Regions from separate parts of the Mus musculus genome. Here all the other regions are linked to region 2. The links are chromatin contacts, called in public HiChIP or PLAC-seq maps. All regions are on one chromosome and are shown on one strand. Each heading gives the region's core, a stretch centred on a gene start, on an enhancer-like site or on the middle of the called end of the contact. The rest is flanking DNA. Distances are from core to core; before and after follow the strand shown. Region 1 holds the start of Mrgprg (MAS-related GPR, member G). Region 2 has its middle 28 kb from the start of Mir3105. Region 3 overlaps Shank2 (SH3 and multiple ankyrin repeat domains 2). Region 4 holds the start of Gm34621 (a long non-coding RNA gene).

The links. HiChIP or PLAC-seq counts read pairs in DNA pulled down with a chosen protein or histone mark.
Region 1: a contact with region 2 is called in a FOXA1 HiChIP or PLAC-seq map of pancreatic cancer cells. The contact joins the promoter of Mrgprg here to the enhancer-like site in region 2. A contact is called at or near these places in 4 of 39 promoter capture datasets (embryonic stem cells, hippocampal neurons, liver and 1 more) and 2 of 115 datasets of contacts at active chromatin or transcription factors (embryonic stem cells and pancreatic cancer cells).
Region 3: a contact with region 2 is called in an HNF4G HiChIP or PLAC-seq map of pancreatic cancer cells. The contact joins two enhancer-like sites. A contact is called at or near these places in 2 of 115 datasets of contacts at active chromatin or transcription factors (embryonic stem cells and pancreatic cancer cells).
Region 4: an HNF4G HiChIP or PLAC-seq map of pancreatic cancer cells shows a contact between it and region 2. The contact joins two enhancer-like sites. A contact is called at or near these places in 3 of 115 datasets of contacts at active chromatin or transcription factors (astrocytes, embryonic basal ganglia and pancreatic cancer cells).

What each region holds. Positions count from the first base shown.
Region 1 is chr7:143,765,249-143,771,545 of GRCm38.p6, reverse strand. It overlaps Mrgprg (MAS-related GPR, member G), which reads left to right and starts at 4,553. Exons shown (of 2, transcript NM_203492.2): 1 at 4,553-4,675; 2 at 6,139-6,297. The coding sequence starts at 6,173.
Region 2 is chr7:144,033,946-144,040,098 of GRCm38.p6, reverse strand. It overlaps a transcript of Shank2 not described here. Among named protein-coding and RNA genes, the nearest start is that of Mir3105, 28 kb to the right of the region's middle. Within about 2 kb of position 1,943, at least 72 of the 459 cell types and tissues checked have an H3K27ac peak or open chromatin away from gene starts, as enhancers often do. A contact at or near this core is called in hippocampal neurons, liver and pancreatic cancer cells, where this site is marked.
Region 3 is chr7:144,335,502-144,342,654 of GRCm38.p6, reverse strand. The region is part of intron 7 of Shank2 (SH3 and multiple ankyrin repeat domains 2); the gene reads right to left. Among named protein-coding and RNA genes, the nearest start is that of Gm14372, 68 kb to the left of the region's middle. Within about 2 kb of position 2,189, at least 31 of the 459 cell types and tissues checked have an H3K27ac peak or open chromatin away from gene starts, as enhancers often do. A contact at or near this core is called in pancreatic cancer cells, where this site is marked.
Region 4 is chr7:144,413,972-144,420,246 of GRCm38.p6, reverse strand. All of the region lies in intron 15 of Shank2 (SH3 and multiple ankyrin repeat domains 2), which reads right to left. Gm34621 (a long non-coding RNA gene) reads left to right here and starts at 736. Exons shown (of 4, transcript XR_003946689.1): 1 at 736-1,802; 2 at 1,920-2,024; 3 at 4,479-4,573; 4 at 4,956-5,181. Within about 2 kb of position 4,231, at least 40 of the 459 cell types and tissues checked have an H3K27ac peak or open chromatin away from gene starts, as enhancers often do. A contact at or near this core is called in pancreatic cancer cells, where this site is marked.

The sequences.
Region 1 (6,297 bases), core at 3,304-5,803, 270 kb after region 2:
CTCATAAGACTCGAGGGAGTCACAAAGTCAGCTAAACATGGGAGTGATCTGGAGGAGGAGGGAGAAGTTCCTGGAACTTGGGGCCTGGTCAGCTTGTCTCTGAGTCAGATGCAGGCAGTTACTTTTGTCCTTTAGAATTTAGGTGCATGAATGGCAGTGATCAAATGGTGAAAGACCCCTCAGCCTGGAGATCAGAGAGTCTGGGAGGAAGTGGTCAGAGGAAGATGGGTGGAGAAGATTTTGAGGAGAGCAGAGGCCAGGGGTCAAGCTGGGTCTATACAGAGCACCAATAGAGTCCCAAGAACTGAGGTTCTGTCCAGTGGATTTACACTATTCTCAGAGGCAGAGAACACAAGGACCAGAGATCTCAGGTCAGACTAGTAGCTGTTTAGCCTGTAGAGTAAGCTTAGAAGATGTCCATGCTCTCAGAAGAATGACTCTGTGGAGGAAGGCAGGGGAACTTTCTGCCCAGAAGACCACAAGTGCATCCCTCATTTGGGTATCAGAAAACAGGCAGAGAAGCCAAGAGACTTAACCTCAACAGGCTGAAACTGCTCTATTGGAGCATCAAGAGGCCCCAACCTTTCTGACAATTGAAGGTTGGATACATTAGAGGGGCCAGGGGACATGTACATATACAGGCTGGGACTAAGTTATTATTTATGGCTGGGGACTACTGCCCAGTACAGCCTGACTCAGTTCCTCATGATCTGAGGCTTTGCTCAACAGGGACCACACACACACACACAAACACACATACCACATTCACACACACACATCCCACACACACTCTCACATACACACTCACTCACTCACACCACACACACACTCTCACACACAACACACTCACACCCCCACACCCCCCCACTCTCACACACATACTCACTCACACCACACACATACTCTCACACACAACACACTCACTCACACACACCACATACACATTCTCTCTCTCTCTCTCTCTCTCTCTCTCTCTCTCTCTCTCTCTCACACACACACACACACACACACACACACACTGTGCCTACAGAACTCCCTCTTCCCCAGACCTCTCTGTTCATGCTCAGCTCACTTCCCCACAAACTCCAACCCTATATCTGGAAACCCCATCCTCTCTGACCCATTCCTTATCTCTTAAGAGTTGGGGTATGTTGGAACAAACCTCAAACAAACTCTTCCAGACCCTGACCAAGGCCCTGTATTGAAACTCCAACTCCTTCCCCTTCACTGCCATTGCCAAACTCAGTTACTCTCTATGACCCTCATCCCCATAGCCAGGACAAGGCAGTTTCTAAAGACAAACGACCTTATCTTGAACAAACAAGTCCAGGAGAGAGAGACTGCAGGCTTGCAGGTAGCCCCAGCAGGTGCATTCCCCAAACCTCCTATATAAACCCCAAGTACCCTCTTCCTGTTTGGCAGACACCCCTTTCCCATCGTATTTGCCTTGATGTTTGAAATAAACACTCCTCTCTGTTGAGACTAACTGGTCTCTTTTCTTCACTTCCCCCACCCCTGCCATCTTCTTAAGCTGCCTCAGAAATCTAACATCAATATTGTTAGAAATAGGTCCAGGGTCCGAAGGAATTGCCACATGATCCAATTCAAAGCATTTGCAAGACAAAAGCTTTACTCCTGCTGAAGGGAACACGCATGCCCAGTTGGGTCCCCTGTGTTTTTACTCCTGAGGTTTTGAGCAGAGTACAACCTTGAGTTCAAAAGTGCTGAGCCTGCAGGAGTCTCAACTTCTGCCATGTGATTTCTTTACAAATTTTTAAGGGAAATGTGGTCTCATGTAATCCTTGGATAGAAAAAAAAATTGTACATTTTGTTTACTCTTCCCACAGTATTACTCAATGGCAATGACAAGGCCAGCCACAGATCACCACTCGCCTAGGACACTGTGTAACAAGTCACATGATTTATACTGAACCAAAATAAACAAACCAACCAAAGGACAACAGTAACAACAGAAACCCCACCAGGACCAACTGGGTCAGTGGAGGAGTTGGAAAGGTTTGGGGGCAGTCTCCAAGATTTTCTGCTTGCTGAGGGATCTAAGAAGCATCTGCCCCTGGGGAGCCAAGGAGTTTATTTGGCTTATGCATAGGCCAGGCTGGAAGTTCTACACCCAGCACGCCCTCCCCACAGCTTGTACTCTGCGCAGAAATGTATACAAATTGCTGAGGGTGAGGTGGCCGTATACATAGGTAAGGTTCCCATGACCCTCCCCCGTTTTTCTTTCTATGAGGGAACTTCTAAATTAACAAGTCCATCTGGAGTGATCTTCTTCAAACAGATACAGCTGCACTCATAAAGATGGCAGCGGTTTGGCTCAAAGGACGGGAAGGTAGTGCTGTTCAACAGGAGTCGGCAACGCGGTTCAGTGGGTATTGCCACCAAGGCTGACAACCTGAGTCCAATTTCTAGAACCAATATGGTGGAAGGAGAGAACTGACTCCCACAAGTGAGCTTCTGACCTCAGTGCACACACACACACACACACACACACACACACACACACACAACTGTAATTTAAAATTGGGGAGGGGGAGAAATTGAGACATTTGGGCCACATGACTCAGGGATGATTCCAGGTATAAGGTCCCAGTCAACAGGCAGCACTGTGATGGGGTCAGAGGGGGGAGGGGTCCAGGCTTAATCACACGAGGACACTGACCTTAGCTTCTCTGGGGACCTCCTGGGTGGTCTCAGAGGCTTAGCAGTTTGCCACTTACACCAAACAGGAACTAATGGTCTCACAGAACAAACAGGTAGCCTGGTGACCTCAGCACACTAGGGATAGGACACACTGGGGTTTACATGGGGACAGGGGAAGGTTGTCCCCATTCTGACACCCAGGACGAGTCTGTTCTCCCTTTAGTTGGTTCAATCACGAAACCTCAGTGCTAGGAGCTAAACTCAGGTCTTCCAGAAGAGCAGGGAGACCTTCGGCTCCTGAGCCATCTGTCTAGCCCAGGGCTTGAGGTGTTAAATCACACATGTACTTTTGGTCATATTCACACAGCAGCTGTTAGAGACAGACCACAGGCCATATCTTATCAGATCAGAACGTCAATTCTGTGTCACATTCGAAAACCAATATCAAAGTCCTGTCCAATCCTACACTGTCACAGGAGAGGTGCCAAGTGCTTGGTTGTCTCCCTGCTGCCTGCTTCGGTGGTGCACAGACTCTCCAGCTGCTGTGGACTCCTCTAGATCACCTCACAGTACCGGCACACTATGACAATTATATTAATCCTTGAGGGCAAAGCCCTGAAGAAGAACAACAACAAAGGCCTACCAGAACAATGAAAAGTTGGGGAGATTTGGGGCTGCACAGTGCTTGTGTGTGTTGTAAGGGTGCATCCCACAGAGGACAGAGTATGGATCTGGCTTGACATGATGGCAGCCATCTTGAGCCACAGCTGTCTGAGTCACCATAAGATGGGTTTTCCTGCATATTTACTTAGCTAACCATAACACAGAGCCTTGAAAGCACATGCGTACTGGATGACTTGGAGGGTGCGCCTGGCTTTTGATGGAATCTGAAGATAAACCAGAGACCTTCAGGCATGAGAGCATGCTTTGGTCTTTATCCACCCAACGTCTGGGTGCCCAGCTCCCCAGGACCTTCCTCTGCCAGTGAGTCTCCAGAATATCTCACTGTGCAGTCCTAGCTCTATTGGACTCTCCCTATTCCCTTCCAACTGCTGTGTGAGTTTATGTGCACATGTGTGTAGGTGCATGCACATCTGTGCAGGTGTATGTGCTGCCTAAAGATCAGCACTGAGTGTGTGTCTTCTTAATTACCCTACACATTAAAAAACATTTTAAAGTCCATGCTGTTGTTGTTTTGAGACAACATCTCACAATACCATCCTGGTTGACCTGGAAACTCTGTGCAGACTTGCAGAAATCTGTCTGCCTCTGCCTCCCAAGTGCTGGGATTAAAGGTGTGGGCCACAACCTCTGGCTTAAATATGTTTTTAAGTTTATCTGTGTGTGTGCACAAATGTGCCACCACATGTGTCCAGATCAGAGGGAAACTTTTAGGAATCAATTTTCTTCTTTTATGGGGATCCCTGGAATTGAACTTAGGTTGTCAGGCTTGGGTGTGGCAAGAACCTTTACCCACTGAGCCCTCTCACTGGCCCAATACCTTATTTTTTAAAGATAAGACTTTGCAGCAAATGTAGTGATTGGCATAGCCAGCTGAATATCAAGTCCCATGAGTCCTCTGGTCTCCATCTCTCAGTACTGGGGTCACAAGCATGCACCATGATGCCCAACTTTTATTAAAGGTGCAGGGGATCCAAACTCAAATTCTCATACCTGCATAGCGAGAACTTTACTGACTGATCCATCTTTACAGATGTCATCTCTTCCTTTGGTCCCGAGCACCTAAGGCCAGGGACCATTCCAGAATGGGCGGCGTGCAAGGCTCTCTGTTTTCATCTCCCAGATGAAAAGGAGGAGCCTCCCACACTGACAGCTCTGTTTGAGCTCATTCCTTTGATTTCCGTGAAAAGGTGACACACCCACCCCACTTCTAGGGAACTGGCAGGAGCCAGCCTCAGAGGACAGAAGGGGATTTAGGGGCCAGGAGGAGATCAAGACAACAAGTGTGGGCTGAGCGAGCTGGAGACAGCCACTGTCAGCAGGCGGTCATCAGGTGAGAAGGTTAATATGCCCCTCTACCTGCTTCCCTAAGCAAGAAGCACCCCTTCTCTTACCCTCTACATCACTTGCCTGCCTGGCTCTCAGGGGGGTGCTGGTGGCTCTGAGGATGTCCTCTAAAAGGGACCTTATGGGGAAGGCAGTTAAGGGAGCCTTGGAAGCTGAGGCTCAGGCTTGAAACTCATTGCTCCAGGTCCATTGGAGAACAAGGATGAGGAAGATGCCCCACCCCACCTACCGCATCCCCTTTCAGATCTAGCCTTGGCTCCACCAGCCAGAATCCACACAGGAGTAGATGTCTGGATTTACACCCTTGGGGGCTCACAGAGGGGAAGAGTCTTGCCTCTGTCACCACTCTGATGCGTGAAGGTTCAGTCCTTAATTTCAAGGTCCTGAGGACCTGTACTCTGACCTTGACAGCTGAACTGGTAGGTTGAATCACCATCTCCCACAGGTGCTAGGAAGGATGCTTGGTGATGAGATGGTGGGTGATACTCATCAGGACACTGCAGAAGGTTTGGCCCTGTGAGAGGAAGCAGGGTCTGATGGAGGCTGGGTCTCAGTGAGTACAGAGATAGCTAGGGTTCTGGGTAGGGGACACAGCCCAGACCAGGAATGAGGGTCATACGTAAAGTACACAATATACATCTCTTTCCATCTTTGACTATGTTTTCCCATGTCTGTCCCTTCCTCTTTATCTCTACCTCTATTCTCTATTTCTCTCTGTGTCTGTCTGTCCATCTCTCTTCTCCACTCCATTACCCCCCAGCCCTGGTCTATCTTTTCCTATTGCTGTTCCTCCCTGGCAGTCCCTGTCCCCAGAGCCTGGGTCCTCATACCCTGGATCTTGGACAAGGTCCATCATGGGCTCTGTGGAAAAAGGTACTGCTCTGAAACACTCGCCTCCATGAGGGTACCAGAAACTCTCCTGCTTGCTCCCTAAGAAGATTTGGGGCCCTGAGACCCATCATCAAAGTCCCAGACTCTGACATGAAGCTTCAGAGTTAGCCACAGTTCCTCAGGACCCTGGGCTTTAATGTCGCGCTCTAAAAGGACAGTGTGGGGAAAGTCCCCTGAAGCCTCACCTAGCACAGAATGGAGTGTCCTGGGTCAGAGCAGGCACTATCAGAGACCCTGGGGTGGGTGTGATCAGAGCCTTAGAGAAAGCATTCTCACATTGGTACTACAGTTAAAAAGAAAGGGGAGTCTCTCCACCTGTGGCCCCTTTGTCTGAATGTGGTGGGCCTCTGCATGGGGACACCTCATTCAGGATGGGTTGTCTAACCAGGATGAGGGCAGAGAGAGCTGCTTCCAAGCAAAGCAGCTGTGAGGGGGTAACCTGGTATCACATGCAGCCAGGAAGGGGCTTGAGACAACTCGGACTCTGGAAGCTGCAGGCTCTTGCTTTCCACACTCGGGGCACAGCAGCTTCGTAGTGAACACTGTCACCCTTTGCAGGGGCCTCCCAGAGCACCCACGGAAGCCAGCCAGGATGTTCTCCATATTCAACATCTGGGGCACATTCAACAAAGTGCTCTTCTTCCTCAGCCTCACTGTCAGCCTTGCAGGGCTGGTGGGCAACGCTCTGCTGCTCTGGCACCTCGGTCTGCACATTAA
Region 2 (6,153 bases), core at 694-3,193:
TGAGAGCTACAAGGTGTGAGCTAGCTGCAAGCTGAGATCTAAGCTAGATGTGGGGACTAGGAGCTTTGACTAGGGAGCAAGGCACTGGAGAACTAGCCCTCTGCTGGAGGCCTGTTAGTGACTTGGCTAAGACACTTACTTAATCATTAGTCTAAAATTTAGTGACTAGTGAGATGATGCTGTTGGGAACAAGATGGCAGGTGAACTATATGGAGCCAGCATCCTCTAGGCAGTGCATATTAAAGAATCCAGAACAAATCTTCCTGATGTGGAATGAAGGTGTCACCATGCCTAAAAACCTTCACCTGCTTTCTAAAAACATATCTGCTTTCTAAAAACATAGACACCATGAGCTGTGGAAGACATATCACATTCTCTCCTTCCATGGTGCCAAGAACAATGTTCAAACAGCTGATCAGGGTGATACGTTGCATGCCAGCCTTCCTGCACTCTCTCAGCATGGATGGTCACTATGGTCCTTTCTCAGCTACTAGACAGGGACATGGGTTCAAGTGTCTTTGTTCCCCTGGTACTCAAAAACACAGGACATTTCATACATGTAAGGCCAACTGGACAGTCACCTGCCCGTGACCAAAAGCACAAGAGGGAGATGACCACCCTGTGCCCGGAGATGCAGTTCCATCTCAATGACAAATGTAATGGTCAAGAGTGCTTCTGAGCCAGGAAAATTAGGTAGACCATTCAGACGCAGGTGATGGATGGTTGCTGATGCGGGAGGCAGGGAGAGTGACATGGAGAGGAAATGACTTCTAGGAGTGCCAGATCTGGAGCAGTGGCTTCTGGGAGGTACATGAGCAAGAGAGGGAGAGAGAGTCAAACACAGAGAGAGGAAGGATGAATGGCAATAAATTGTCTTTAAGGGGGTCAGGGTGGTAGATGAAAAGCTTTTTGCTAAATGAAATAACCCATAGGAAGATACATCTATGTCATAAATGGAAGTACTAATTAAGGAAAAAGGGGCCAGCCTTGTTTCCCTATAACGGCTGCCAGGAGATGAGCCAGGGAGGTGGAGTGGAGGGGATGGGGCTTGGACTGATAGCTTTGGCTGAGCTCCTGGTGCCAAGCCTGACTGGAGGTTGAGGGGCTGCTGCTGGGAACCCTAGAGAGCCCCTCCCCCCACTCCGCAGTACTCCTCTGCCACCTCCCGGGAATAAATGTGGGTTCGATCATTGCTGCTGCGCAGCTCGGCCACAACCAGCGCTGTACCCACTCCCTTATTCACTGTTCTCCAAAAATATAACAGAAGAGCCCACTTTGCTTGGTACTGATTTGGTCACATGCCACTTTTTAAAAGGCCACATTGAATGGCCACTGCCAGTTGTATACCACATTCGGAATGATGCAGAAATGTGCTTCAACTTACTCCTGGCACCCTTTATTAACTCTTCCCAGTCCTCTAAAACCACCACCCAGCCCCTGCTCAGCCAGGGCTCCAAGGGTGCCTTGTCAGTACTGCCCAAGGCTTTCCTGGCCTGGGCTCACAGGAGTTGTGAGCTCAGAAATAGCAGGCAGCAGAAGACAGCAGGGTTGTGCCTCATGGGGCAGTGAAGGACAGCCCCACAGCTTCTCCAGGCACCGCCACCCAGTGTGTAGACACTGGGGGCCCCTGGGGCAAGCTGGCTGGCAGCTCCACTCAGCTCCTCCGGGCAGGATTCCAGGAATTGTGTCATGTCCCCAGCTAGACAGAGGATTTAGCCCGCAAGGGACGGCATGCGGGAACAATGTCCGCTCTGTTGCTGACAACTCATACCCGTGGGATTGCCTGTCTCTGCCTCCAGTGGCTTTGTTTGTCTTGAACAGAATGAAGTGAAATGGTCTTTAGAAAGTTCCAGAACAGATTACACTCCTGAGAGAGCCCTTCCGGTTACAAAGTGCGATTGCCCTTCTGGTCTTCAGTACTAGGTGACCAGGGCAGCCTTTCCCAGCATTCCCAGTAACCCAGTGCAAACAAGCAGATGCAGGACCTGTGGGAGAAATGGGCCTGTACCACAGTAAAGGTGACCAGCCAGGAACTGTCCAAAGCAGGCAGGGAACATGGAGCTTGGGCTTGCCAGATGTCAGTTCTGTGGTTGCTCATGCTATACCACACTAGGCTTCTTCTCAGAGTCCTGTGAACCCTCCTTAGTCACCTAACCCATCCTGGATGCTAAGGAACACTATGGCAGCTGGGATGACTCAATAGACCTCCCACAATAGGCATGCATGCACATGCGTGCTCGCGCACACACACACACGCACACGCACGCGCGCGCACACAGCAAGACCAGACTGTGGTCCCAGGACTGTTTACCACACAAGCTGCTCAGTAGCCACCTTCCCACACTGAATACAAGTTGCATGTATAAACTAGGCCTGGGTACCTGGCAGTCAGTGGGCACATCATGGGCCTTTTGCTCAGCGGGTTTTCAGACCTTAGACCATCTGCTCTGTCTCTCACCGGCTCCCTTCTGATCCTCCATGCTCCTTCTACAAAATGGGGTGTTTGCTGCTACACTATTCACAGCAGCTCACACAGATGTCTGATGCATGAATAGAGAAAATACAGTGTATGCCTGCAATGGAATCTTAAATAGCCATAAGGAATAAAGTCGTGACATTTGCAGGAAAATGAATGAAACTGGAGGCTGTTTTATTAAGCAAAATAAGCCAGACTCAAAAAGACAAATATTGCATGTTTGCTCTCATATGAACAACCTGGATTTAAATGTGTGGTGTGGGGGGGGGGGGGAGTAGGAAGGGCACTGTGAGAAAGGAGAAGACAGGCTATTTGGGAGGAGGAAGCAGACCAACAAAGAGGTAGACAGACAGGGAAGGGCAGTTGAGAGGAAGGTAGAGTGAGGACAGGGAAGGAGAGTGAGGGGAGGTAGAGGGGGGAAGAGGAAGGGGCAGGGATGGTCAGTGGGAGGAGGTAGAGGGGGGAGGGGAGAAGGCAGGTGGAGGAGGGAGGGAAGGTGACAAGGAAGGACAGTGGGGAGAGGTAGAGGGGGGAGGGGAGAAGGTAGGGGGAGGGGGGAGGGAGGGGAAGGGAGGGAGCAGGGAAGGAGTGAGTATTGGTGGAGGGAGAGGGAAAGGGGCAGGGAAAAACAGTGTAGGGGAGGGGCTGGGTAGGACAGTGGAGAGAGAGGGAGGGGGACATGGAGGTGACAGGGAAGAACAACTGGTAGGAGATGGAGGGGGCAGGGAAGGACAGTGGGGAAGAAGATGAACAAGAACAAAGTTTAATTGCATGTATGTACGAAAATGTCACAAGCAAACGCACTTCATGTGTTATCAAAGAGCCTTACTAAAACCTTCAGCACATGCTGAGCCTCCCTGGTGACCAGGCTGCTGTATGGTTCTGTCTCCTCCCAGCTGTACATCACCAAGGTTCTATTTGAACACCTAAGATTCTGGTCCTCTCCATAGGTGTGTTAGCCTTCAACAAAGATGCTCAGACCCACTACCAAGGTCAAGGATGTTACAAGGACTCTACAGAACACATTCAAGACCTTAATATGGTGTCTGTCATGAGGTCAACATTCAGGAAACCATTTAACACCTTTTGGTATAATTATGTCACACTGGGATTCCTCCTGCATGGGACACACCCACAGGGATGTGTTGAGTCAGGATCAGCTTGAGGCAAGGCTGCATCCTGCCTGAGTGCAGTGAGTCCCACCCATCCTGGGGATAGACTCCAGCAGAGAAGAAGTGTACTATGGTCTGTACCTGCTCCCGGCAGCGAAACCCTCACCACTCCCTCTGCCCTCCCAGCTTTGATGTTCAGGTTCTAGGTCTGCCACCCTAGAGTGCTCTTACAGTCTGTAGCATGTGCACCTACGTCAATAGGCAGTTCTGGGAAATAAAGATTTACCAGATAAAACACTGTAACAGAAAGATAGCTCAAATGGATGATGGGGCATGGGCTCTCTACTTTGGAGACCAACACTGAGGGAGACAGTCTCGGGGAATCAAGTAAGTCAAACTAAATGTTGTAAAATACAAAAGCCAGCCTAGAAAATCCCCAAGGCATTACACACGGTCAGAACCGACCCGATCCAATGATCTGTGAGATACAGAAGGCTGTGGTAGGAGGAGTGCCTCTTCCATCTCATTGCCGCTCTCTCCCCCTCCTTGGGTGAGAGATAAGGTTATGGAACCAGCTCTTGGGAGACCCTTTAGGCGGTGCTCTCCACTGAGTGATGGGGGCAGAGGGGGTCCATCGGTGATGAAGACACTTAGTCTCTGTTCAGGGGACTTCCCAAGGAAAAGCACTTAAGATAACGTTTGGAAGAAAAAAGATAAAGAGATAGCTGCCCAGCCCTCTAGAAAGATTCACACACACACACACACACACACACACACCAGACAGACAGGCAGGCAGGCTGGCAGACTGATATATCTAACTTCTCAAACTGGCCCCACAGAGGAAGGACTGTCTTAAGAAACATTATACTCAGGAGGGAAATAATCAGACATCAGAACATATCCCAAACAACAGCTCCAGAGAATACTTGTCAGAAGCAGAGAGTACGAAGCTATGAAAACAGATCGTACTCCAGATCAGAATCCTGGGGACAAACAGCTCCAGCCAAATGCCTAATACAAAGACACTGGAGAACTCAACAGAGAGGGACTGAGATGCAGACACGGAGCAGAAACTCCCAGAGTGACACTAGCTGGTTCCCCTGATAGACAGGAGCCAGGAGAGCAACATGGGAAATGCCACAGAATACCAGGAAACTACCTAGCAAGAACAAAAGACAAACTCTCAGGCCACACTTCCAGGAAGAACCAACAATAACCCCTTTCAGGGCTAGAGAGATTGTACTGTTCTTGCAGAAAACCTGAATTCAGTTCCCAGCTCCCAAGTCAGACAGTTTACAACTGCATGCAAGTCCAGCTCCAAGGTTGCCCTCTTCTGACCTCCGCAGGCACCTGCCTCAGCATGTACTCACTCCTGCTCTCTCTCTCTCTCTCTCTCTCTCTCTCTCTCTCTCTCTCTCTCTCTCTCTCACACACACACACACACACACACACACACACACACACACACACACACACACACTAGGAGCTAGGGACCAGCACATGCCTGGGTTCTGCTCACAGCATCACATAAAACATACAGGATTGTGGTGGCGCGCGCCTTTAATCCCAGCACTCAGGAGGCTGAAGCAGGTGGATCTGAATCCGAGGCCAGTTTGATTTACACAGCAAGTTCTAGGACAGCCAGGGCAACACAGAGAAATCCTGTCTCACCAAACAAACAAACAAACAAACAAACAAATACCAAGTATGTTAGAGAAATGCCTCAGTGGTTAAGAGCACTGGCTGCTCTTCCAGAGGTCCTGAGTTCAATTCCCAGCAACCACACTGTTGGCTCACAGTCATCTGTAATGGGATCTGATGGCCTCTTCTGGTGTGTCTGAAGAGAGTGACATATATATATATATAGTATGGCTGTGCATGCCTGTAATCCCAGCATTTAGGATTTGGAGGCAAGAAGATCAGGAGTTCAAGGTCATCCTCATCTATTTAATGAATTTGTTGAGGCCAGCCTGGGCTACATGAAACTGTAGACCCTAACTCTAAATATTTAACAATAACAACAAAAGCAGTTATAGTCTAGTGGCTGAATCAGGAGCAACAGTTTTGGCCCCAAACTATGATAGAGAGGAAAATGCATGTCTGAGCCAAAGGTGATAAAGGAATATTTTAAAATGAAGTCACCCCTCTCAGTGTTTGTGGGATCCCTGCATAGGAACAAGCCAACTTTAAATACCTAAATACTTTCATTTACAGATATGAACAAAGCAGGAAAATTTATCTGAGTTGTTTTACACACACACACACACACACACACAGACACACACACACCATGCTGTAAGCAAGGACTGGAGGAAGGTTGAGCTGCTCCTTAGGAAGACACAAAGGCCCATGGGTGTGGCTTCCAGTGCCACTGGCCCTGAGCTCAGCATCCACAACTCAGCCTCAACAGGAACTGTGGTATCTTTATAGAGCAGAGAAACCACACGCGGTGAGGATCAGCAGCATGTTCACAGTCATCGGGAGGCTCTGCCCAGTGCAGGGGCAAATAAAACCAGGACCTGGGAAAGAAAAGGCTACTACAGAGGTCTCTGCCCTTGCAAAGAG
Region 3 (7,153 bases), core at 940-3,439, 300 kb before region 2:
AGGGACCCTGATGACAAACAGTGAGGGGGAGGACAGGAAAGTGTGGCAGGATTGGGTTACTGCCCCTGATTGTGCCAGTGAGGAACATCAGTGAGCCAGGTGTTGTGGAGCTCGGGGGTGATCTTGGCCATGCAGCAGCCTTGAATGCAGGAGGCTAAATAAGGCTCCTGATTCTAGAAATGAGACTCTGAGAGGGTGGGCGGAGCCCAAGGAGACTCACTTGAGTCCTGCATAGGCTGAATGGCTCTGACAACATAAGGTTCCTTCTTAGTGATAGATGTTGGGCAGGCTGGCAGCCTGAGGTGGCATCCAAAGCCAGGTGCACTTTCCCAGTTCACAGCATGAACAGAAGGATGAGAAACCAAAGTGTAATGGTGCTGTTTGTATCCCTCAAGGACAACTGTCTCCCTTGTGGTCCTGGTCAAGCTCCCCAGAATTCACAGCCAGAGGCCCTTGTTACAAGAAGAGGGTAGATTCCCAAACCGGTAGCCAGAGGAGCTGTAAGAGGGCAGGCCCCAGCTGGAAGACTGGATAGATGTTGTCACATTAGTTCCTTAATGCATGCATGCACACATGTATGTACGACGTATTCATCCACCCATCTATGTGTGTATGCCTATATATTCATTGATCCATTCATGCATGCATTAATTCACTCATGTACCCAATCATTCATGCATCCATACATATGTGTCCATCTAACCAACTGTCTGTGCATTTATCCATCTACTGACCTATCCATCCATCCATCCATCCATCCATCCATCCATCCATTCATTTATTCCCACATTCATTCATTCATTCATTCATTCATTCATTCATATATTCATCTATGCACCTATCTATCTACACATCATCCATCCACCTTCCATCCATTCATGGACTCATTCATTTAGTCATCCACTCATTTATTCATGAATGCATACACATCCATTTACCCACCCACCCACCTATTACTCCTTCATGCGTTCACCCATGAATTCATTCATTCATTCATTCATTCATTCATTCATGTACTCATCTATCCAGTCATTCATGCATGCATACATGCACCCAATGCAACCATGCATGCAAACATCCAGTGGGCACACTTCAGTCTCTGTTCCAGGTTGCAATGATACAACAATGAGTTACACATTCATAGAGGTTGCCAGCTGCAGGTATGGGGGAAGGGCTCACAGGAAGGTGTGTGTGGTCCAGCTCTCCACTTCCCTGACAAAAGCAAGCTGCCTATGGCTGCCTTCCACCAGCCACAGCCACTGGGCAAAGTTGAAGCATAAGAGGAGACTCTCTTACAGTTGTCAGCCCAAGGCTGCAGCCACACCCCAGCCTTCCTATGTGGTCTTAGCTGTGTCCACAGCTCTGATACCCGGGGGTCACACCTAGTCTCTTGCTGTCCAAGGGTCAAAGCCAGGCAGGAATGGCCAGATTCCTGTGATGGTAAGCGACTGGCTCCTGCATCCTCAGGGGCGTGTTGTGGTCCTGCAACAAAGTAAGCCCAGGTCCATGAGCCCCCGGTACCCACAGAAAGCAGGTCTCTCAACCAGCAAACTTGATGTGAGACAGACTTAAACTGCAGAACAGACTCAAAGAACCCCAAGCAGGGAGGGCAGGGCTTTGTCCCCGATCTTGATCTTGCGTGAGAGGCGGCTTGGGCAGTTGTCTAGGCTGAAAAAGAGCAGACCTCACACCAGCCAGTATGGAACAACCATAGCTCACAATTAAACCAGCAGCTCTGAGATGGGGCTGACCACATGGTGACTAGTGAAAGCACAAGGCAGGGGTCCTTTTCATTCGTGTCCACGTTTAGTCTATGAAGGCTGTCTCTCCCTCATTCTTAGCTTTATTATAGAGCCACTCCGCACTGGCTGCCTGACTCATGGAATTACTATTTGCTCAAAAGTTATATAAAAAAAAAAGTCTTGAAAATGCTATCACTCTGGCTTTCCTTCTAATAACGTCCATTGCAGATCAACAGATAAGCAAGACATGGTGTGTCCATACAGAAAACCATTACTCAACCACAGAAAGGAACAGGGACCTTGTCTGTATTGCAATATGGATGGCACTCTGTGGTCATGAGTAATGGCATGAGTAATGGCAGAAGCCGCTTGTAAAACAGCACATGTTGTGATGAGTCTGTTCCTCTGAGTTGTCTGAGTCGGGAAAGTCCGCAGAGACCGCTACTTAGTGATGCCGGGCAGGAGGAGAGGTTGGGGGAAGGCTCAGATGGGTGGATCCAGGGAGTCACTGTGTATGTATGTGAGAGAATGTTCTGAAAACAGATGAAGCTGGTGGCCAAACATAGTGCAAGGGTAGCTAAACTCCAGGTTTTAAATGTGAAGTTTTACTACGCCTAGCAGTGCACACCTGCAATCCCAAGTGTCTGCAAAGCTGAGGCAGGAGGATACTCAGCTTGAGGCCAGGCTGGGTTCCCTTCCTCACTCCTAAAGGGCTTACTTTTATCTTGGAGGTGTTTTAGCATGCACTTGAACAAGTGTCAGGACAGAGGAGGTCTGGAGTCTCCCAGAGCAGACAGAGGACCTAGAAGGAGGACCTGCCACCCCCAACCTCCACCATTACTGGTATCTGTGACCTGTTGCTGCTTCCTCTCACTCATTGGATCATCAGCTCACACAGATGCCACCTCCTTGCTAATATATGGAAGCTCCATGGTCTCTCCTGCCCATCCTCAGGAGTGAGGGTGGCCCTGAAGACCACCCCAGGAAGCCTTGTGCCAGTTCTCCTGTAGGCATACTACAGCCAGTTGTCTGCCTGCATCTGTTAAAAATACCGGTGCCATCTGTGGCAACTTATAATTGAATAAATTTATTTATAACATAATGGGGGCTTGTTCTGAAGACAATGCTTATATCTCTGAGATGATGATTCTGAGACCCAAGTGTCCTCAGTCTGGGGCCACGTACCCTGCAATAAAAACCACACAGCTCACAGGTTCCCTGCAGAGGCTCAGTCCAGGACTGGTGAGGTTTCCCTGTTCAGTGAATGGTGTCAACATTAACTTTGTGTCTACTGCAATCTCTCACAGTGGGCCCTGCATTGGAAATGGCAAAGATGTTCTACAAAGATGAGTTCATGCTGGAATGTGGGTCCTTACCACTCCATACCAGGGATTATCTGAGACACACACCCAGAGAGATGCCAGTGATGGGGCCAAAAGCCGAGGAGTGCTGAGGATGCTAGGATTTGCCAGCAGCAGGAAGGGTGAGGTGGGACCTTCCATGGGAGCCTGTGGAGTATCTAACCCTGTGACTTTGGACTTCAGGCCTACAGAGCAATGAATGAGAGACTCAGAAGATGGCTCAGTTCATAAAGTGCCTGAAGATTTGAGTCCAAATTCTCAGCACTGGTGTACAAAGCCAGGCTTGGTGATGCACCTATGATCCCAGCATCAAGGTGAGACTGGAGGATCCCTGGGCTCACTGGCCTGCCAGCCTAGTTGAATGAGAGAGCTCCATCCAGGTTCAGTGAGATACTTTGTCTTAAAAATTAGGATGGAGAGTAGAGGAAGATACCTGACACTGACCTCTGGTCTTCACACGTGTGTGCACACACATGAACATTCACTTTACATGTATGTGCACACACACAAACATTCACACGCAGATTAAAAGAATACAGACCTCCGAGCAAGACTGCCATGCCAGCCTTTGTCACGGTGGCCATGGGGAATCTTCTCCCTGACCAGCTTCCTACCTTGCACATGGTAGCATGTGCGGCAAGTCTGCAGAAGGCCAGAGGGGTATCTGGCAGAATCCCAACATTTCCTTGGACTAACTGACTTCCTTGTTTCCTGAAGGACAGACCCAGTATTTGGATGTGAAGAAAGAAGGGGGACACTGACTGTTAGGTCAGTTCCAGAAGGAGTTTTCCATCACAGTAGGGTGTGGTCCAGGATACTTCTGAGGGTCAAGAGGGACAACAAGAGGGGTCCTGGGGCCCCTTGCTCATCGGAATCCTGAGCACCCAGAAACAGAGACTTGTTCTTAAGTCTTGGTCTAGGATTCCAAGGACACAAGTGGGGGGATAGATGGCCCAGTAGACGAGGTGCAGGACAAAGAATATCCTAGGTGTCAGCTGAGACCTCTCACCTTTGTCCCTCCGCATCACAGGAGAAACGACAACGTGGCCTCGTGGGCCTCAGCAGAGCTCACTTTGCTGCAGATGTGCCCAAGCTGTGTGTGCATGGCTGATGACAGCTATGAACAGGAACAGCACAAAAGGGGAAAGTTTCTTAAAATATTTTTTAAAAACTTAAATTTTTTCTTTTACAATGTATGTGTGTGTGTGTGTGTGTGTGTGTGTGTGTGTGTGTGTAATTTGATTTCATGGTTCTTAAGTGTAATGATGTAGATGACAATGTCATATATTATAGTGTCGAGGATGATGCCCGGAGCTGGGTCCTCCCAGTGTACGAACTCAGCATCTTCCAGTAGAGGAAGTGAAATATGTGATAGGTGGGGATGGAGATGGTACATGGCTGAAGTCTAGCCTGGGCAGAGGCTCTGAGGGAAAGCACTTGGTTCACACCATATTTGGGTGTCCTGAGCTCCTGGCTGGCCGTGTGCAAAGGCTGAGCCTAGTCTCCTGGTATTTGGGTGTGAGATTCCATCCCCACCCCTGGCAGTAGCAAGGTGGCTGCATAAGACCACATGGTGACAAATGCAGTCTGTTCTGGCACAAGGTACCACTGGGTGCCTACTCGGGCCAGGTTTTCATGCTCTCTCTGCAATCTGCCCTTGGCTGGCATCGACTTACTCTCTCCCTACACAACCACTGTGGCTCCTCAGGGCTGCCAGGGCTGTCTTGGGAGTCATCATTTGACCCCATGAGACATGGTGTCCAGCCAGGCTCCCTGTAGGGAGAGAGCCTACCTGGTCTATTAGTTATGTTTCTCCTCATGGTGGTCAAATGCCTGACCAGGAGTTTTAAAAAAGAGGATGGTTTTGGCTCACAGTCTGAAGGATCTTATGTCATTCTGGGAAGGCATGACAAATGGGAACAGGAGATTGCCTGCTTACATCTGGGCAGATCAAAAAACAGAAATTCGACAAGACATGGAGCTCCACTCTACCCCTCAGGGCCTATCCCTCCGTGACCCATTTCCTCCACCAAGACCCCGCCTCTTAAATGTTCCACAACTCCCATCTGCTGGGGGTCAAGTGTTCAAACACACGCACTTGTGGGGACATTCCATACCCAAACCATGATATCTGGTCTCACTGTAAATGTTTCTTCAGAGATGTTTTCAAGGGTCCCAGACCAGGCGGTCTAGGGAAAAGCAGGTCCTGCAACTATGGGTCCATGCTGTCCACAGATGGCCCCTGACCTATGCTGATGGAGGCCTTCTAAACTCCTAAACTCCAGCTGTTGCTAGGGTGGGCAAGGCCTGTAGAGTCCAGAGCCACTGGGGACACTATTTGAGAGGGCAGACTGGTCACTTCCAGCTGTGATAGGGGAGTGAGAGGTGGGGACACTCCCCAGCCCCTGCACACACACACATACATACACACTGAATATTGGCTGAGTCTTGTGAGGACAGGAAGGAAAGGGGGCGGGGGCAGACATGGGCATAGTTGTCTTTGGGCAACTGGAAGGAGCCAAATAAGGCTCTGCTTCCAGCCCTGACTTGGAGGAATCATAACTGAAGAATCAGCACTAACTAGATGCCACAAAACTCACAAAAGAGCCCTTGCAGATAGCAGCTTTCTGAGCCAGCTGCCTACAGAGGCTCCACCTTCACAGGCTCCACCCCTGGTCACCACCACTACAGACTCTACCCACTGTGAATCCACCCACCACATGCTCCACCCACTCTAGGCTCCACCCCAAGCTCTTCTTCCTAGGATGAGCAATCCAGCTGAGGCCTTGTGGCACTAGCAGGGAAGGAGGCAGCAGAGGTCTCAGTCACTGTTAGAATAGAAGATTAGCAGCTGGTACTACAGTGAGTGAGCTGGTGGAAAATCAATTGCTGTTATTAATCATCCATGTGCTCCTCCCAAATGATAAAAACAAGCAGTAGATGAAAACTTAATATCCATTTGTAATCTGGGCACAGCAGGGCACTGCTGTCATCCCAGTACTCAGGAGGTGGAGGTTGGAGGTCATCCTCAGCCTTACAGTGAGTTGGAAGCTAGCCTGGGCTAAATGAGACCCTGTCTCAAACAAACAAAATTTAAAAAAAAATCTATTTTCAATTTAGGTGAAAAACATCTCTGCATACTAGAAAAAGATGACCCAAAGTGGCAGAAATCTGAAGATCAAATCTTAAGATTGGGAAACCAGGGACACCTGCCCTCTTCATCGCCCTTCCCAGCAGGCAGAGAGAGGAAGAAGTGGGCCATAAAAGGCACAAGCAGCTCATAAAATAGGAGAATTAATTAGAGGATTCAGCAAGGTGCTGGTAGAATCCAGAATCGATACTCCACAGCCAGCCACTTCTTGATATTTCAGCCAAATAGCAAGAGCAAGTTCAAAAAATATCCATGAAGCGTCAGCTAATGTCCTGAGAAATGAATAATAATATAAAAAATTGCTGTGGAGGCTTTAGGCATGATCACAAGGTCTTCTTGGAAGACATTAAGGAAGGCTGAATCAAGTGGAGAGATTCACCCATTCCCGGTTCAGCAGGCACTGTAACAAAGACATTCATTTTCCCAAAGCCAGTTATTCCAGGTCAGTGCAAGTGTAGTGAAGACCCTCTAGACACCTCAAAGATAGGACTTTGAAACATGGACACACAGCAAGTGGATACATAGTGACTACTGAGTTGCTGATGGGGAGCGCCAAGAAAGGAGAGTATGAGGGTCCATCTTCAAGGTCCAATAGAGGGGATTTGGAATCACCTGTGAGACACACCTGTAATCTTAGCAGTGAGAAAGTCACCTGAGAGGTTTAACTGGGGAAAGACCCTCTCAAATGTAGACGGCACCATCCCATGAACGGGGCCCCTGAACTGAAGGAAAAGGAGAAAGTAAGTTGAGCATTAGAGTTCATCTCTGTGCTTCCTGACTGGGGATACAATGTGACCAGCTGCCTGCGGCTCCTGCCACTCTGCCTTCTTGCCTTCCCTTTATGGACTGTGCCCTCAAACTGTAAGTCCTCAAACTGTGAGCCATCAACTGTGAAACAA
Region 4 (6,275 bases), core at 2,982-5,481, 380 kb before region 2:
CAGACAAATGCAGGGCCAGCCCTACTTCAGAATTGGGACGTAGGGTTGGAAGAGATTTTCCCTGGATGCTCAGGGCACAGAGGTTGCTAGTGTGTCCCAGGGTAAGTTCTGCAGGTGGCCTCTTCATAGGGAACCTTGCCTACCACTGACTGGAAGGTTTGACAGCAGGCTTCAGGGTATAGCAGTGCACTCCCTGCAGGCAGAGACTTGCTGGCAGGGTCGTCTGTCCCTATTACCATAGCAGACAGAAGGTCCTTTTCCCAGTGGTGTCCTTCCTGCTACATTTGGGTAAGTGAAGTCCTCAGAATAGGGAGAGACAGGTTCAACTCTCACAGAGCCTATCAGGCCTGCTGTAGGTGGGTGACTTGCACTGGGAGGAGGTCCTGAGTGACTAGGAAGTTCTTCTCACCCATCTATCTGGGGGTGGTCATTCTATGAAATGTGTTCTCTGACCATGTTAGTCAGGGCTGCTGAAGACTTTCTAGTCACACACCTAGGAAGGTGAAGCCTCTCTCTAAGCACTGCTTCCTGCTCTATTGCCAAACTGCAGACAACCACCAGGTTAAAGAAAGTAGGTGTGTCTCTTGACCTGGGCTCACCCACGTGAATGTAGACACACCACACACCTCTCATTTCTGGAAAGGTCCATCCTGCCATGGGCACAAGCTAGACTGAAATGGCTGAGAGTTTAGCCCCGCCTTCATGCCCTGCATAAAACTGGTAAGAACTGAGGGCTCCCCAGTCCACCTCATAACTGTCAGGGTGGGGATTCTGGGTGTGATGTCACAGGGCCTGCTTTGAGCTAAACTCCTTACTATGGTGTCAGTCCACTGAACTTTAGGGACCCCTTACTTAGTTCCCTTGCAGGGCACATACATACTAGCAGACTAGGACCTCCTCAGATCATAAGTGAGGGGAAAGAGTCTGAGGCAACATACAGTTGTCCCTGGACCTTCCACTGCCTCTTTCTCTTCCTGGGATGTTGTTTGTTTTCTTAGCCTGCTGTGTGTCTGGATGAAGCCATTAGCAGGTGACCTCTCTGTTCTATGGACTATTCCTACTAGGGCTAGCAATGATTACTTCAAATATTGGACATTGCAGGGGAGACCTGGACATTGCAGGTGTGAGTTCAGTGGACTAGGACTCTGCTGTGGGTGGGAGCACTGGACCTGCAGCAGTGGCTTCTGGGAACTGTAGGTACCTGTAAGTCCAAGAGTGCCCTCCCACCAAAGTTTGCTCAGAGAGCCTGTCCCTGCAGTGTGCGGGTCATCTTAACAGGACTGAGGCAGCTCATGAAGTTAAGGTCCTGAAGCCCATCTGGGCTTTGCAGCTTTCGGGGGAACTCTAAAGATTCAGCTTTAGTTAGTCATGGAGAGGTGGGCCAGGGACATGTTAAGGGTCTGCAGAACATGCTATGTCACCCAACGATTTCCTGGTTGTAGGGTAAGCCATTCCAGGTTCAGCCTGGATAAGCATTGAAGTTGCCCAGGGGCTCTTTGCAACTGGGGAGGGGGGCACATTTCTAGCATGTGATACTTCAGGATGGGGGAGGCAGGGGGTGTCCTACAGGAGCTCCTGAGTGCCAGTAAGGCAGTGAAGGATTGGGAGGGAGCTGTGAAGTTCTGTGCCCAGCACTGGCCTGACCCTTATTTTGGAGCCATGTGGTTGGCATGCCAGTCCCCTGAGGGCCAGCAGATACCCAGGCACTGCTCTGAAGGGTCTCTAAGCCAGCACCCTGGACTGGGCTGGCCTTCTGGTCAGGACGGATTCAGCCAGCAGGCAGCTGAATCTGGGAAGCAGAGGTAGGAGCAGAGACAGTGACACACGGGGGGGGGGGGGGGGGGGGACGGGACGGACACACAAATCTGGTCAGGCCGCCGCACTTACTTCTGCTCAGCATGACCCTCTTCTGCAAACAGCACCATGGGAGCAAATGGAAACGACACAGGGAACGGTTGAGACCACACTGCAGAACTGACTGGAAAGCAAGGAGAGGCAGCAGCCTCCTCACGGGTGGAAACATGGTAGGTTGAACCCTGGCTGAACAATGCACCTCAGAGCCCTCTTGGCAGGCAGCCCAGGGGGCTTGGGGCAGGCACTCATACGAGCAAGGGAACTACTCTTTGCCTTCTCTGGCGTGCCATGAGGCACTGCGGAAGAAAGAAAGGATCTCTGACAAGTGGCCCACAGCTATTTCCCTCACTTGGCTTTGACTTGGAAAGAATGAATCTTGTTCCCAGTGGACCCAGGCCAACCTGCCCAGGCTAGGGCTCTGTATCACGTTTACACCCCAACATGGTGACCAGCCTAGTGGCTAATGGCATGGATCTGGTCCGGCCACATGCTTGGGGCTTACCGGTACCCCACCCAGCATGACAACTGCTGAGTTAAGTTGGACTGGTCTGCCTGCCGGCTTTGCTCTGCACCTTCTGGGTAGCCTGCCTCCTTCCTGGTGAATCACACAGTGATGACTCACAGGATCCTCCCGTGTGCGCAGATCATTATGTTGCTAGGCAACGGCGGGGCTGCTGGGCGGCATATACAGAAGTCTGTTACCCTGATTTAGAATAGATACACACTCACAAACACCCGCCTCTGGGAGGATCATCTCTAGCCTGCTTTTAAAATCAAATTCATTTAAAAAATGTGAGAATTAAGAAACAAAACAAAACCAGCCCAAGAGCGAATCCAGCTGCTCACAGACGCTCTTCACCTGTCTTTCCTGGCAGGAGCTGATGAGCTGGGGAGATGGAAGGGCAACCAGACTCACACTGTGGTTACTCAGTTTGAACCTGAGCAGAGGTGTGGGCCAGAGGCTCCTCAGGGGCCAGCACTAATGCTAGGGTTCTGAGGCATGGACCCTCAGTCCCAGGCTCCCCTCTGTATGAGCCACTAAATTCTAAGCTATTTGTCTTCCCTCCTTCCTCCCCCCTCTCTCTCCTCTTTTTAGTGACTTGAGACAGAGTCTCACTGTAGCCCCAGGTTATTTTAGAACTTATCAAAATCCCCCTGCCTCAGCCTCCCTAGCGTTGGCATTACAGGTATAGAACCCCATTGGGCATCAGCCTGCTTTCTTATGAAGCTGCTCTGCCTATCTAGGCTTCCACAAATGGGGCACGGGAAGGAGAGCCAGGTCATGTGTTTGCCTGAGTCTCAGAAGTTGGGACCCCCTCAGCACTTCTGATCCTGGTGCCTTGCAGTCACCACAGGCTCAGAGAACTGTGAGGACTCTGCTCACTCCACGCCTCTCTCCAGAATGGGAACAGAATACATAACCACAGAAGGAATGGCTGTGGGACACTGCCTGCTTTCCTGCCGAGGAAGCTGTCTCAGGCTCAGCACACTTGTCTGGGTTCCCACCCTGCTCACAAGTTGCCAGGACAGGAAGGCACCTACTTTCAGGAAGAACTGTTTACCTGTGATAGGATCTTGTCAAAAGAGGGATGAGACCAAGAGAGAAGACTTGACGGGTCTAGAGAGACGGCTTAGTGGTTTAGAGCACTGGCTGCTTTTGTAGAGGACCCAGGTTCATTTCCCAGAACCCACACACATGGTTCAACCATCTGTAACTCCAGTTCCAGAGGATCCAGTGCCCTCTTCTGCCCCTGCAAGTGCTACCTGTAAATGGCGTACGTACACACACACACACACACACACACACACACACACACACACAAGCAAGCAAAACATCCACTGCACATACAAATAGATAAATATGTTCTAAAAAGGAGACCTGCCGTTTGTTTGGTGGTCAAAGGAAGAGACTCTGGCAGACTAGTCACCTTAATATGTGGATAGTGGCAGGAAGTGCCAGGCTGTCCCCAGCAGGGCTCACCTCACTACTGAGTGCTGCTCCCTGGCAGTGCCATCACCCTCCTGCTTTGCTTGGTGACTGAGGTACCAGAGCTGTGTGGCAGTGCAGAGAGCTTGAGACGTCATGAAACAGAAGCCCATGCTCTAGGACCAGGTGGTCACAGCAGTTTAACAATCGTATTGATTAATACTGGTGACCCAGCTGAGAGCCAGAGGACAATGGCCAGGGTCGGAGGACTGCCCTGGGAGGACAGCAGGGGTGGCAGGGATTGAGTGAAGCCCCATCAGCACCTGGAGCGCTGCCTGCCCAGGGACCTTGGGTGTCTGTACCTCCTCAGTACCACTGTTTCTTTCCTGTGTGCTTCAGAAAGGTGAAGGCCGAACTCTGCCCCTTGTGGACTCACCACAAAGTGCTGGCAGTAGAGTGTACACCACACCCTTGGAGAGGAGCCATGGGGACTCCCTGGAGCACTCCCTACCCTGTGCTCTAGGGGGAGATGAACGCAAGCTGAGGTTTTTCCAAGGATGCTGGAAGAGAACAGGTTTCATCCTGTTGAGTGATGTGATGGCTGGTCTCTGGTCACAGCCAGCTTGAGGAGTCAGTGCTTATAGACAGGCAGCCGGGTCTAGCTCTCCAGTGTCTCCAAGGTACCTCTTGTCTCTAGCAACAGAAACCACCTGTCTTCAGCACAGACCTTGAAAGCATCTTCCTCATGTGACACGCATCCCGGGAGTGTCAACAAACTGGAGTCCACTCCTGGTAAGCCATGATAAGTCTGTGCGTGGTTTTCATCCCTTGGATGCAATCCTGTGTCCCCACAGCCTGCCCACTCCCCTGCCTGGTGGGTTGACGCTGACTCCCCCCACGGGCATGGAGAGTCTGATCTGGCCTAGCCTCACATGCTCCACCCATCATGTCCTGGGCTCCATGCTTCTGGTTTCTGCATAACTGGTTCCGGTGTGAACTTTAGGTCACTGAAATACCCTTCCTCTGAGTGCCAGCTCCATCCTAGTTCTGCCCTTTTGGAGCCTGGTCTTCTCCGTGGTACTTGTTACATATAGTTCTGTTGTTTCGTTTTGGCCATTTCTCACCTCAAGAGCTGGCATTCCCCAAGGGAACACTGGCTATGCTTTCTTAACAGGGACGTGCTTCTCTTAAATGACAAATTCTGAGTGCCATATGGCGCCTGGTGTCCTGGGCCATCAACAAGCTGCCTGAGTGGATGACAATGACTACGTTTCCCAGCTGTGGAGGACTGTACTGCAGAATCCTCTGTGGTGATGTCCTCTTGTCTCTTCTTTCTTGGGCTTGGTACTGGGCTGTAGACAGTGGTAGCAGCTTAGTAAACTCCCTACCATGGCTCGTCATTGGCCCTATGCACTTTAACCAGGACACCTAAGTGCTCTGCTTAGATCCATGAAGCAGTAAAAATGTGTGTCAGGCCTGCTGCCTCCACTGTGGGCCAGATTCAGATGACAGGAGGCTCTGAAAGCCAAAAGCCCTGTCCAACTGAAGGACATGCCAAGGTTACCCATGAAATGTTTGCATATCCATGTTTGCATACGCCACACCCTCGGAGAGGAGCGGTGGGGACTCCCTGGAGCACTCCCTACCCTGTGCTCTAGGGGGAGATGAACGCAAGCTGAGGTTTTCCCAAGGATGCTGGAAGAGAACAGGTTTCAGCATCAGGCCTATAGCCAGAATTGCTCACGGCTTTGCACCATGGTCTTTCAGTGGCTCTGATATCATACACTAACATATACACAAATATATTGAAAGAGAGTTCCAGCTGACTTTTTCAATATATTTGTAGTTAAATATGTCTAAATTCCACACTGTCTTGATCTTGGGGTCAGTCTACTGGGTATACTAAACCCCGGGTATCCTAAAGTTAGATTGCTTACACCCCAGGAAGCAAATGCCAGGCCTTCTAACTCTCTGCTCTTCCTGGATCCTGTCCTGGTGCCAGCATAAGACGAGGTCTCTTGGAGCTGCCAAGTAGCAAAAGGCCCATTATTTCAATTTACAAGCACAGCAAAGCTCTTGCCCATGTGGTGGAACCACTGAGGAACACGCTGAGAGCCAGGCTTTCCTTGGTGAGCAGTCATGCTTGAGGAAACAGGGTCTCTCTGCCTTAATGTGTGTCACGTCAGAGAGCATGGCCAGCTTTCAGTTATCTCTTGAAACCTTCATTTTCTTTCTCTCCTTTTGATTCTGAACCTCATTTGGCCCAGGGTGGTCCACAACTTAACTTTTAGAAGCATTTACAAGTGGCATTAGCAAGATGCTCAGACTGAGTGAATCTCTAGTTGTCATCCTGGGCCTGGCAGTGAAGGCAACGGAGAGGTGTCTGAGCAATGTAGGCAAGAGGCCAGTGCACCAAGGCAAGAGGCAGAGCTCGGTCACCTGCATATCCCATACAGGATGCATGCATGGTTCTGTGAACGGCTACCCCAGCCTG